Regions from separate parts of the Sus scrofa genome. Here region 1 is linked to region 2. Evidence: chromatin contacts called from public HiChIP or PLAC-seq data. All regions are on one chromosome and are shown on one strand. Each heading gives the region's core, a stretch centred on a gene start, on an enhancer-like site or on the middle of the called end of the contact. The rest is flanking DNA. Distances are from core to core; before and after follow the strand shown.

The links. HiChIP or PLAC-seq counts read pairs in DNA pulled down with a chosen protein or histone mark.
Region 1: a contact with region 2 is called in an H3K27ac HiChIP or PLAC-seq map of skeletal muscle. The contact joins the enhancer-like site here to the promoter of PPARD in region 2. A contact is called at or near these places in 5 of 5 promoter capture datasets (fetal liver, fetal skeletal muscle, liver and 1 more), 12 of 47 Hi-C or Micro-C datasets (alveolar macrophages, embryonic fibroblasts, epiblast stem cells and 5 more) and 2 of 2 datasets of contacts at active chromatin or transcription factors (alveolar macrophages and skeletal muscle).

The regions. Positions count from the first base shown.
Region 1 is chr7:31,257,570-31,263,698 of Sscrofa11.1, reverse strand. All of the region lies in intron 2 of PPARD (peroxisome proliferator activated receptor delta), which reads right to left. Among named protein-coding and RNA genes, the nearest start is that of PPARD, 38 kb to the right of the region's middle. Within about 2 kb of position 2,473, at least 18 of the 83 cell types and tissues checked have an H3K27ac peak or open chromatin away from gene starts, as enhancers often do. A contact at or near this core is called in alveolar macrophages, fetal liver, liver and 1 more, where this site is marked.
Region 2 is chr7:31,218,862-31,224,760 of Sscrofa11.1, reverse strand. PPARD (peroxisome proliferator activated receptor delta) reads right to left here and starts at 2,219. Exons shown (of 8, transcript NM_214152.2): 1 at 2,090-2,219.

The DNA of each region.
Region 1 (6,129 bases), core at 1,224-3,723, 39 kb before region 2:
CCATAGCCCCTGCCTGACGGGCTGGTGAGAGGACATGACAATGAACGTGCCTGGCAAGCTGTCAGGTATGATACAGACACAAAGTACTAGACGGCGGCCAGTGAGAAGCTGCCTTCGACTCTCAGCGGCTTCCCACCTTCTCGTGTCCACCCATCTCTAAGAGGCCCTTTGCCACTCTGGTCCTGCCTCTGTCACACACAGCGCGGGGGCACTGCCCCCACCTTGGGGAAGCCCCCTCCTCCAGGGCTCCACACTCTGCTGCTCCCTCTTACTTCCCCCGCCCTGAAGCCTCTCCTGTACACTCCTCCCAGCGTCTGCCTGTGGCCGGCTTCCCTGTTCACCGCCCAAACCACCCACGGGTGCTTTCACATTCTCACTGCATCTTCCATCTCTGGCCTGGACTTCTCTCCTACTGACTGTCTCAGCACCCCACAGAGGCCTTCCCCCAGGGCTCATGATACATCCAAGACGCAATCGGTGATCTTTGTGCCAGGCCTCAGGCATCCCTGACCCTTGTGGCCGGCAGAGTGCCTGGCAGGTGGCACGTGCTCAGTTCGTGTTTGCAGAGCTGATCACCGTGTGCCTCTTTCCGCTCCTGTCACCTTCCACCTGCAACTCCTCCAAGGCTCCTTGCCAGTGGGACACCACCCTGAGTCGCACAGGCTGAAAAGCCAGCACCACCGGTCTTTCCTCACGACCGGCTTTTCACCATCCACTGTGCACTTCCCCTGTGGCCGCTGCTGTCCTGGCTCAGGCCCTGCCGGCCCCTCACTAGACCTGCCTCCGGATACTCCCTTGCTCCAGGCCAGCCTCCCTACTCCTGCTGGTGACATTCTAAGCCCAGACATGATCTCTCACAGCCCTGCCTGCAAATCTCTGCAGCTCTCTGTGCCGAAAGCATAAAATTCCGTTCCTTGGATGTGGCAGCCAAGGCCTCCCGCCTTCTGGCCCCAACCTCCGTGGTAAAGCAGCCTGAATAACTGACATGTACCACGTGCCTCCTAATCCCCCTGATGATCAGGACTACAATTTGATAGAGGAGGAAACCAAGGACAGGAGGGTTAGGTAACTTATTCACGGTCATAGTCCAAGCTCTAGGGAGTGTACTGCGTCAGAACCAACAACCCTGTAATCCTCCAGTCTGCCCTCAAAGAGTAAATATTTAAGGAAGGGTTATGCCTTAAAAAAAAAATCTTGGGGGAGTTCCTCAAGATTTTTGTGGCTCAGTGGTTAATGAACCCAACTAGCATCCACGAGGATGCAGCTTCGGTCGATCCCTGGCCTTGCTCAGTGGGTTAAGGATCCGGCACTGCCGTGAGCTGTGGTGTAGGTCGCAGATACGGCCCGGATCCCGTGTTGCTGTGGCGTGAGCCAGCAGCTACTGCTCCGATTCCATCCCTAGCCTGGGAACCTCCACAGGCCATGGATATAGGCCTAAAAAGACAAAAGGAAAAAAAAAAAATTTGGCAGCAAACTTCCCTCAGGGAACTGAGTGAGAGGTGAAGAGGAAAGAGGGTAAGAGGTGTTCCTGAAATCGAAAGCAGACACTGTGGGCCCTATAAGTTATCCCTAAAATTCCCTTTTAGTTCCAAGAACTAAACGGTAATTAAACATTTAAGGAAATTTTATAGTAAATAGGAGCTATATTTTCTTTCTTTCTTTCTTCCTTCCTTCCTTCCTTCCTTCCTTCCTTCCCTCCCTCCCTCCCTCCCTTCTTTCTTTCTTTCTTTCTTTCTTTGCCACACGCTTGGCAGGCAGAAGTTCCTGGGTCAGGGATCGAACCTGTGCCATATGGCAGCGACCTGAGCTATAGCAGTGACCATACTGGATTCTTAACCTGCTGCCCCACTAGAGAACTCCTGTATTTTCTTTTTTTTGTTTTTTTTTTTTGTCTTTTGTCTTTTTGTTGTTGTTGTTGTTGTTGCTATTTCTTGGGCCGCTCCCGCGGCATATGGAGGTTCCCAGGCTAGGGGTCCAATCGGAGCTGTAGCCACCGGCCTACACCAGAGCCACAGCAACGCTGGATCCGAGCCGCGTCTGCAACCTACACCACAGCTCACGGCAACGCCGGATCCTTAACCCACTGAGCAAGGGCAGGGACCGAACCCGCAACCTCATGGTTCCTAGTCGGATTCGTTAACCACTGCGCCACGACGGGAACTCCTGTATTTTCTTTATATACAATTAGCTATGGCATCCTGAGATTCCTGATTAATCACTGTCCATAAGTCACTCAAACCTGTTTTACAGGACCTATTTTAAGGGAGAAGGATTTACTGCTCTAAGTTTCATTTTATGACAAGCTGCCAGGGACAGCACAGTGTAGCTGATGCCAGGGGCCGCCCAATGACGACCCCATCCCTGGAGTAGCACCTGCTGGCAGCGCCAAGGCACGTCCAGGAACAGGATGCACTCCTGCCATTGGCCTCCAGCTGCCTGCCGGTCTGGAACCTGGCTCTTCAAACAGGTGGCTCCCAGCCCAGAGGCTCCCACGGAGCGGCCAACCGCTGCCACTTCTTCAGGCTCTGGGGGCTGCGCTGGGGTCAGAACAAAGGAACACAAAGTGCCCCAAGGACAAGGATGATGATGATGATGATGACGTCAAAAGGGCGAGAGCAGAGGGGAGGGCACAGAAGACCTGAACAACAGAGAAGAGCCTGGTACGAAAAGCCCCAGGGGTAGCCCTGGTGCCCACGGGCTGTGGGTGAGGTGTGCTTCCTCCATTTTACCCCTCTTATCCTCACTCTGCACGGTACTTGTTCACTTAACTAAGTCTCCCCTCTGGAATGAGGACTCCTTGGCTGGTCCTAATAACTAGCAGACAGTAGGTGCTAAATTAATGCTCAGTGAGTAGTGGCAGATCTTGCCAACTGTTTATGCAATATCTACTTTCCTCTTTCCCCTTAGTTACAGAATCCCAATTTTATTTCAGGTGGCAGTGTGTCAGCTAAAAGGCATTTCGGCTTCCCTCGCAGCTGATGGAGGCCAGGGAGGGGAAGCAGGAGCCAGTAGGTGGGACTCCCAGCAAAGCCCCTTGAGAGGGAGACAGACAGCTAGCTCATGTCTTTTTTACTCTCCCTCAACTTCTTCCTGGAAACCTGACACGATGGCTGGAGTTCCAGCAGTCATCTTGGACCATGACGCAACCCTGGGGCTGGAAGCCATGCACTCAGAATGGAAAGCAGAGGGACTATACCTAGACTGTCTCCCCCAGATTTCTTTTAAAGACCTAACAGGGAATAAACTTCTAGTGGTTTAAGCCACTGCTATTTCTGGTCTCTGCTTACTAGCTGCCAAATGTACTTCCTAATGAATTCATGAATAAACCAGTTAAACTTGGTTTTCTTTTTTTCTTTGCTTTTTAGGGCTGTACCTGCAGCATATGGAGGTTCCCAGGTTACGGGTCCATTCGGAGCTACAGCTACTGGCCTATACCACAGCCACAGCAATGCCAGATCCGAGCTGAGTCTGCAACCCACACCACATCTCACGGCAATGCCGGATCCTTAACCCACTGAGCGGTGCCAGGGACTGAACCCGCAACCTAATGGTTCCTAGTTGGATTTGTTTTCGCTGTGCCACAATGGGAACTCCTAAACTTGGTTTTCTTAAATGACTCATTGCTGACTTGCAGTTCAAAGGCCAGTCACCACCTCTAACCTCTGGTCCTTGTCATATAATGATAACTTTCCATTAATTATGGACATCAGGAAGATAGAAGCAACACAAGGAAGAGGTAGGACAAGGTGGAAAAGCAAGAGGATGAAGGTGATGAGGGATGGCAGCAGGAGGGGAAGCAGGAAAATGCGGGGCAGAGAAGAGGGGATGTTGGGAGAAGGCAGGGTAGGAAGAGAGGACAAAGGGTGCCTGAGCAAAGGCGGGGCGGTGAGGGGCAGGTGGAGGCCATGTAGAGATGGGTGGGGAAAGAAGGGAAAGGGGATGGAGTCGAGGTGTCCTCTGGCAGCAGCCACCATCTAGAGAGCACTCGCTGTGGACCAGACCCAGTGCCCAGCACTCTGTGCCATTCTCTCTAAGCCTCATCCTCCTGAGCTAAGTATGACCGTGCCCACTTTACAAATGAAGTATCTGTGGTTCTCACATAGTAAATAACTTTCCCTGAGTCACTGAAAATGGTAGAGGCAGAAGACTTTCTTGAAGTAGCCTTAAAAGAGAGGGAAGGGGGGACAGCATCCTTTCCTCTCTCTTTCTCTGTCCTGCTGCCTGAGATGGGGGTGTGATAGCTGAATCCATGGCAGCCATTTTGGACAATGGGAATCAGAGACCCTAATGATAAAGCAGGGAATGGAAGGAGCGTGTGGCCTTTATGACCTATTAGAGCTTCCAAAACTACCTAAGAGTACAGATCACCTCGGCCACTTGGAGTCCCCATCCAGAAACCCATCCATAACTGCCTAAGATCTCAATTTGCTCTACTTTCCTTGAGTTTTCAGTAGCAGAGCCAAGACCCACTCCTGGAGAGCCTGACTCGGCAATCACTTTGAGATGCACTCTCCTAGAAAAATGGAGTCAGACTAGAAAAGGCAAAGAAATGACCCGAGAGTCCACAAGAAAAATCCGGATACCAAAACCCAGCAAGTGAACTGCCCCTGGGAAAGTCTGGAGATCAGCAAGTGACACTGTAGAGTTAACTTGTCATTATTCAAAGAAACAGAAGAAAGGAGTCCTTCAAGACGCATCCAGGGCCATTCTCAGAAACAGAAAAAGTGTCCGAGGAATCTCAGACCAGTCTATAATGGTGCCAGCAAATCATCCAAGAAAAAATAAACTGATGCTCAAACCTCAGAAAGAGAAGAGCTCCTTTTGAGCAATGGCATCAGGCTGTCGAAGGGGCAGCTGTGCACACAGCAGCATCACACGAAACGACCGTCTTACACAGCTGGCTATAGCTTCCTGAGAGCAGGCCCTCCTCGCTGAGGAGGGGACAGTGTCATTATTATTCTGGTACCTTTGGCGGCGGCAGCCAGCACAGTAGTGAACACCCAGAGTCGCCAAGAGAGAACTACAGGGAATCCTGCGTGTTGGCCCAAGCTCTCTGCCAAACCCTGGCCCCGCGCCTACCTCTTAGGTGAAGTGAATCCTGAAATCCTCGCCAAGGGGCCAGGGAGTCAGGGCTGTCATTGTGGATGCCCCCATTAGACTCCTGCCTGGCAGACACCCTCTGGGGATCTTCTAGGATCACCTTCCCTTCTCTTCTGAGATGATTCCCGTGAGAATCCCAAGAGTCCAGAGAGTTCAGGCAAAGCTGAGGAGGGGTGGTACAGGCCCTGTTTAGCTCTGCACAGGCCTGTCCAATCCATCCTTTTTTGCTGCTGAAATCCCAGTAGAGCAGAAACCTTGACGGGCTGGTTGGCTGGGCAGTCGCGGGCGTGGGTGACACTTAACTCTACATGCTGGCTACTGAACTCTCACACCCTCGTCTCCTTTAAGGCCCTTGATACACGGAACCAGCCACTTCTAAAGCAACTGTCCCTTCAGAAGTGCAGCCTTTTTCTGGAGTTCCCGTCGTGGCGCAGTGGTTAACGAATCCGACTAGGAACCATGAGGTTGCGGGTTCAGTCCCTGCCCTTGCTCAGTGGGTTAAGGATCCGGCGTTGCCGTGAGATGTGGTGTAGGTTGCAGACGCGACTCGGATCCCGTGTTGGTGTGGCTCTGGTGTAGGCCGATGTCTACAGCTCCGACTGGACCCCTAGCCTGGGAATCTCCATATGCCGCGGGAGCGGCCCAAGAAATAGCAAAAAGACAAAAAACAAAAAACAACAAAAAAAAAGAAGTGCAGCCTTTTTCTAAAATTACAGGTTCTCAGGGTCCACCAGGGATTATCACCAGTTCCTATTCCTCTGCCTGGCACTCAGAGAAGCCGAGTTTGGGGATGCAAGGTGGGGCATGCATTCTTAAGGCTGGCAACCACTTTAATTTGCACGATTTTGTGGCTTTTTCTGGCCGCTGGCTTGCGTTATGTCTCTGGCACCCTCAGCTAGACTGGGAATTGCTACCTTGTGTCCCAGCCACACTGCCATCAACTTAGCACAAAACATGCCAAAACACCAAACTTTCCTGCTCTTTCTCCCTATATCTATGTCTCGTACCACCCCCACCCCCCTGCCTCTA
Region 2 (5,899 bases), core at 970-3,469:
CAGCCATCCACGAGCCCCTTCCTTTCACAGAAAAGGGTCTGCACACAAGAGGATTCCAAAACTTTCAAGTCTGGCCTGGCCAGTTCAGTTGGCTCTCGACCACAGCTCCTGAAGGCTGCCAATTCTGAGTCCAGTTCTGGCTCAAAGACACAGAGCATGATCCTCAAAAGAGGAGACCTAGAAACCCAGAGCCGGGGAAACAACCGGCCTTCACTTGCAAACGTGAGAGTGGGTCATGCTTTCCGAATCCTCCAAGATCAGGACTGGGCAGAAACAGAGCACACGTTATTTCCTGAAGATCTCTCCAGGGGACCAACATCAAATAAAGGAGTTCAAGCTTTCGGCCCCCCAAGAAGGTTAAACATCCAGATGCACCACGAAGGTGGTGGGTTTTTCTAGCCCCAGAGAGGACCATCTCTGTGACTGGAGGCAACTCAAATTCCTGACATGTCCAACTAATGCAGCCCCACAACCTGCCCAGACAGATATTGACCTGACACCCTATGCTACGCCTGGGCAAAGGGAACACAACTTTAGTGGCAGTCTCCTGCTTGGAGTGACAGGCTATCAAGCTCCCAAGGAAAAACGGAGGGAGGAGAACCTTCAAGAGCACCTGCTCAGGGACTGACATTAGAAGCCCCGACACATTCAGTGGGTAAGAGATGGGCAAGAAGGAAAAGTCAGCAGGTAGTCTGAACCACCAACAATAAAAGGGACAAATAGCTGCCAGCCCCAGGGCCATCAGGCTGGCAATCTATTTCAAAACTCAAACAGGAAAAAAAAAAAAAAAAAATGTTCTGGAGCCAGTACAGAGGAAAAAGGTTGAAGACCACAGGCATTCTCTGGGGCATAGCTTCTGGAGACTTCTTTTAGCTCTTGGGATGGGGTACAGGGTGGAGGGTGGGAGTGAGGGCAGAGACAGGCTGGGGTATCATGACTTAAATGTATACAGTACATCCAGAGTGTAAAGCCACAAAGCCCTGCTTCCTGGAAGGGGAAAAGGGTTGGATAAGGCCTCCAGCTACCCCTGGCACAGGTCCAATTCAGCGGCCAGTCTCTCCTCAAGGGTTCCTGGAAGTCAACAGACCCATAAAGGGGAAGTACTAGAGCTGAGATTAGAAGAATGGTCTACAAATTGGACATGATCCTTGATGCAACGCCCCAGTAAATTCTCCCACACAGACATACCTGCTATTTACCGCTGACATTCAGTCTCTTACTTCAATCGCGGGCTGAACACCCCCGCCCCCAAACCATGACTCTCTCAACTGCAGGTCAAAGGAAAGCAAAGTTGTATTTGGAACTAATGCTTCTCCCAGAAGCAGAGGCAAAGAACTGGGAGGGAAGGGAGACGGGTGTCAGGAATGCAGGGGACAGGGCTAACTGGAAGGAAATCAGAGAATGAAGCAAAAACAGGGCCTCTGGGGGCAACCTGGGTAGGAGGGGCGTAGGTTGACTGGGATTGCAGACACCGGCTGAAAAAGCCTAATACCGCGAAGAAGACGACGGGGAGCTTAACACCAGGTAAGGAAAGGATAAGGATGGGAAAAGAGAGCAGACTGAGAGAGCAAGGATGGGACGACAAAGGCAGGATAACGAGGGGTCAGAGATGATCTCCGAGGACACCCTGGGTAGAGAGGGCGACTGATTTGGGTACCAGGTAAGGGATGAAGGAAGAGCCTGGAGGCAAGGGTGGGGAGTGGGAGAGGACCTCCAACCTGAGACCCAGCTCTCAGAACACAGAAGTGGGAGGAGACGGAGTAAGAGGCCCAAAGAGGGGACACAGAGTGCGGGGTGCGGGGGGGAGGACTGGGGGGAGGCCCGCGGTTCAGGCTTAAACAGGGATGGGCGTCCAAAGCCTGGGGGCACCGGGTCAGCAGAGCGGGGCGCCTGCAGAGCAACTAACGACCGTGGACCGGCGGGGGGCCGGAGGCAACAGGAAGCAGCTGTAGCTGGGTCCAAGGACCCCTGCGGCTCCCCTACCCCACAGCCCGCCGGGCCTTGCGCTCCAGCCCCGTTGCCCGCCTCAGCTCAGGCCTGCTGCTTCCCTCCGCTGCTTGCCTATCCACTTCCCCGGATCCAGACTGACCTGACTTGGCTGCCCCCCGCGCCACCGCCACCGTCCGGCAGGCTCCGCAGGGTCCTCCGGCCCCTGCCAAAACTTTTCCCATTAATCCCAGCTCCGCGGCGGCCGTGGCGTCACACGCTGCGCGGTCCAGCCCCGCCCCCGCCAGTCGACGTCATCGCGCAGCTCGTCCCCTCCCCTTTCCCCACGCCCCCTTCCGTCCGGACCGCGGCCAATTACCGAGCTTCTGGAGACTCCCCTGAATCACCACTCCGCCCACCGCACGCTGCCCTGGGTCCGCTTAGAGCGCCCTCTGGTGCGAGCCAGTGGCGCGGCTGCTGGGGGAGGAGCCGGGGAGGAAGCTCCAAGGCTAGTAAAACAGGTGTGGCAAATATCACAAAAGGGAATTTAAAGCTGGAAGGGAATTTAGAGATTATCTCGTACCATCTCCTCATCCTTCCAGTGAAGAAACAATCCCAGAGAAGCTACGTGACTTGCAGTGAGAAGCAATGCTGAGGCTAGAACCTGGATATCCAAATTGGGTATCCAGATTCTCCTGGAGGAAACTGTGCTGCCTATAATTTTCACAAAAGGGCTTCGCTCCCTCATGAGGCTTCTGCAACTAGAAATGTATGGTTCTGGACTTCTTACCTGTCTTCCTATTTATTTAATATGCTTGCTCGCCTAAATGGGGAACATCCTCCATACTGTTGTAGAAAATTATGTCCTCGATTTGGCGGGGTGGGGTGGCAGGTACAGCATGCGAAGTTCCCAGGCTGTGGATCAAATCGGAGATGCCGGGATCGAATTCACATCCTCCTGGATACTAGTCGTGTTCGTTTCCACTTAGCCACAAGGGAGACTCGCTATTCTTGCTTCTTAACGATGGTCTTTTGTTTTGGTTTGGTTTTGGGGAAGGGTTTTTTTGGTTGCACCTGCAGCATGCAACCCGGCCAGGGATGGAACCCAATCCACAGCAAGTGACCCAGGCTGCTGCAGTGACAACACCGGATCCCTAACCCACCGCTCCGCAAAGGAATGCCTGCTTCTTTTTTTTCTTCTCTACTTTTTGAAATGAATGTACACTACTTTTGTCATTCAGATGTTAACCTCCTTGCCTTTGATATTGAAGTAATGGTTTGTAGAAGCCAAAGCCTTCCCTAAGATTTCTGCAAATTTCTGGCAGCTTTCAATTCTAAATCTCTCTGTCTCCGGGGCTCCAGCTTCTGCCAGGCTGTTGCAGTCACACGGTTCAGAAATGTCCAAATGAAACTTAGCCCTTCCCGAGAACTGCCCACACCTCTTCCCACACAAAACATTCATGGGTAGAGAGTTTAGGATGCCCCCAGCCCTGGGGCATAGTCATATGATGCACTGCAAAGTTTATTTTTATTTGTTTGTTTTTTGTTTTTTAGGGCCACACCTGCGGCATATGGAAGTTCTTAGGTGAGGGGTCAAATCAGAGCTACAGCTGCTGGCCTGCGCCACAGCAATGCTGGATCCTTAACCCACTGAACAAGGCCAGGGATTGAACCTGCATCCTCTTGGATCCTAGTCGGGCTTGTTAACCGCTGAGCCATGAAGGGAACTCCTGCAAACAGTTTAAACTCACACTCCTGACATTCTTTTAAAGTTCTTTCTGTACCCTCCTTTGAGGTTTTATGACTGGCTCTTTACCCCTTAGGGCCTGGCCTTTTCCCAAATTATTACCTCTTCTCCCTGCCCCATCCTTCTCTCCTCTATCCCATCCTCTCTGGAGAAAAAAAACCCAAATTCTTCCAGCTTCCCATTCAGGAAGAGGCATTCTAACCATTTATCTTTTTTTTTTTTTTTTTTTCCTCTTTGGCTGCCCTGAGGCATATGGAGTTCCCAGGTCAGGGATTAGATCCAAGCCACAGCTGCAACCTACATGCAGCTATGACAACACTGGATTTTTTTTTTTTTTTTTTTTTTTTTAGGGCTGTACCCATGGCTAATGGAAATTCCCAGGCAAGGAGTCGAATCGGAGCTGGCAACACCAGATCCTTAACCCACTGAGCAAGGCCAGGGATCAAACCTGTGTCCTTGTGGATAGTAGTCAGGTTACTGCTGAGCCATGATGGGAACTCCAACACTGGATCCTTTTAACCCACTGTGCTGGGCTGGATATTGAACCTGCATCCTGGCACTGCAGAGATGCCACCAATCCTTTTGTACCACAGAGAGAACTCCCTAACCATATATGTTCATCTATCTTCATCGCTAGGGTTCCTGTCAACACTCATGCCCTGAAGATCTCACTTTCTTCCTCTAAAGTCTTATTTCCCCTAATAAAGACAGTTACTTCCCTTCAAGAAATTCTAGGAGCACCATTAAATGCATTAATGCATTTTTTTTTTTTTTTGGTCTTTTTGCTATTTCTTGGGCCGCTCCCGAGGCATATGGAGGTTCCCAGGCTAGGGGTCCAATCGGAGCCGTGGCCACCGGCCTACACCAGAGCCACAGCAACGCAGGATCCGAGCCGCGTCTGCAACCTACACCACAGCTCACCGCAACGCCGGATCATTAACCCACTGAGCAAGGGCAGGGACCGAACCCGAAACCACATGGTTCCTAGTTGGATTCGTTAACCACTGCGCCACGACGGGAACTCCCATTAATGCATTTTTTAACCTCATTTCATTTTCATGTTAAAAAGAGCTATCTATCTGGAGTTCCCGTCGTGATGCAGTGGTTAATGAATCCGACTAGGAACCATGAGGTTGCAAGTTTGATCCCTGGCCTTGCTCAGTGGGTTAAGGATCCCGCATTGCCGTGAGCTGTGGTGTAGGTCGAAGACATGGCTCGGATCCTGCATTGCTGTGTCTCTGGCGTAGGCCAGTGGCTACAGCTCTGATTAGACCCCTAGCCTGGGAACTTCCACATGCCGTGGGAGCGGCCCTCAAAAGACCCCCCCCCCAAAAAAAAGAAGAGCTATCTATCTATCCTTCTTTTTTACTTAAATCGGCTTCTGTTATTTGAGTCAAAAACAGGCTGCTACAGCTTTCCCAAATCTTCATTTTGACTAGCTTTGCCCACAGGCACAGCTCATAAGGGCAAAATTTTGTCCCTGCCAAGCCCCTGCACCCCTTCTAGACCAGCCAGAGAACTCAGCTACCAAAACCTGCTCGATGCCCAATTACAATGTAACTGAAAGATAACTTACAGCATGGAACAGATCTGCTCTGCATTAAGTTCCATCTCATCCACAGCCATTGCGAGAGCCAGCCAGCAGGTGGAAGCCTCTGTAACCTCTTGAAATTGGCTTCCGACTTCCCTTCCTCCCTCATCTCACCCATGGCAAAGGCCAGAGAGGCAAATTTCAGCTGGCACCTCTTTGGCCTTGGCAGGCATTGGGCTTTAGGAAGAGGCTGGTATATCCTGGCAACTGTTTGCAACAGGCCTCTTACATTCCAGCCAGTTGCCCCACCTCCCAAACCCATAGGGGGGTCACCTGGGGCCAGTGGCTGCACTTTCTGCTGGCCCCCAGAGTTTATGGGTGTCTCTGAGGGCAGCAGAGATTGGCCATCCTTTCCTTAGTCCAGGATGCTGGTAAGGACAAAGGAGTCCTTTTCTAACCCTGGATTTAAATGACTACATAATATCTTCTCCTGCCCTCTATTAATGTCCCTTAGGACTGATAGCTTCTCATGCCAGTCCCAATGTGGGTTTGGATTCACTATCTCACACCTCCTGTGTCCCACTGTAGACTGTTCAAAATCCTGGGATGGACCCCATTTACAGATGGGGAAACTGAGGCTTAGGGATTGGCCTAAACACCACCTGCCTTCTAACAATGTCTCTAATCAGGCTTCA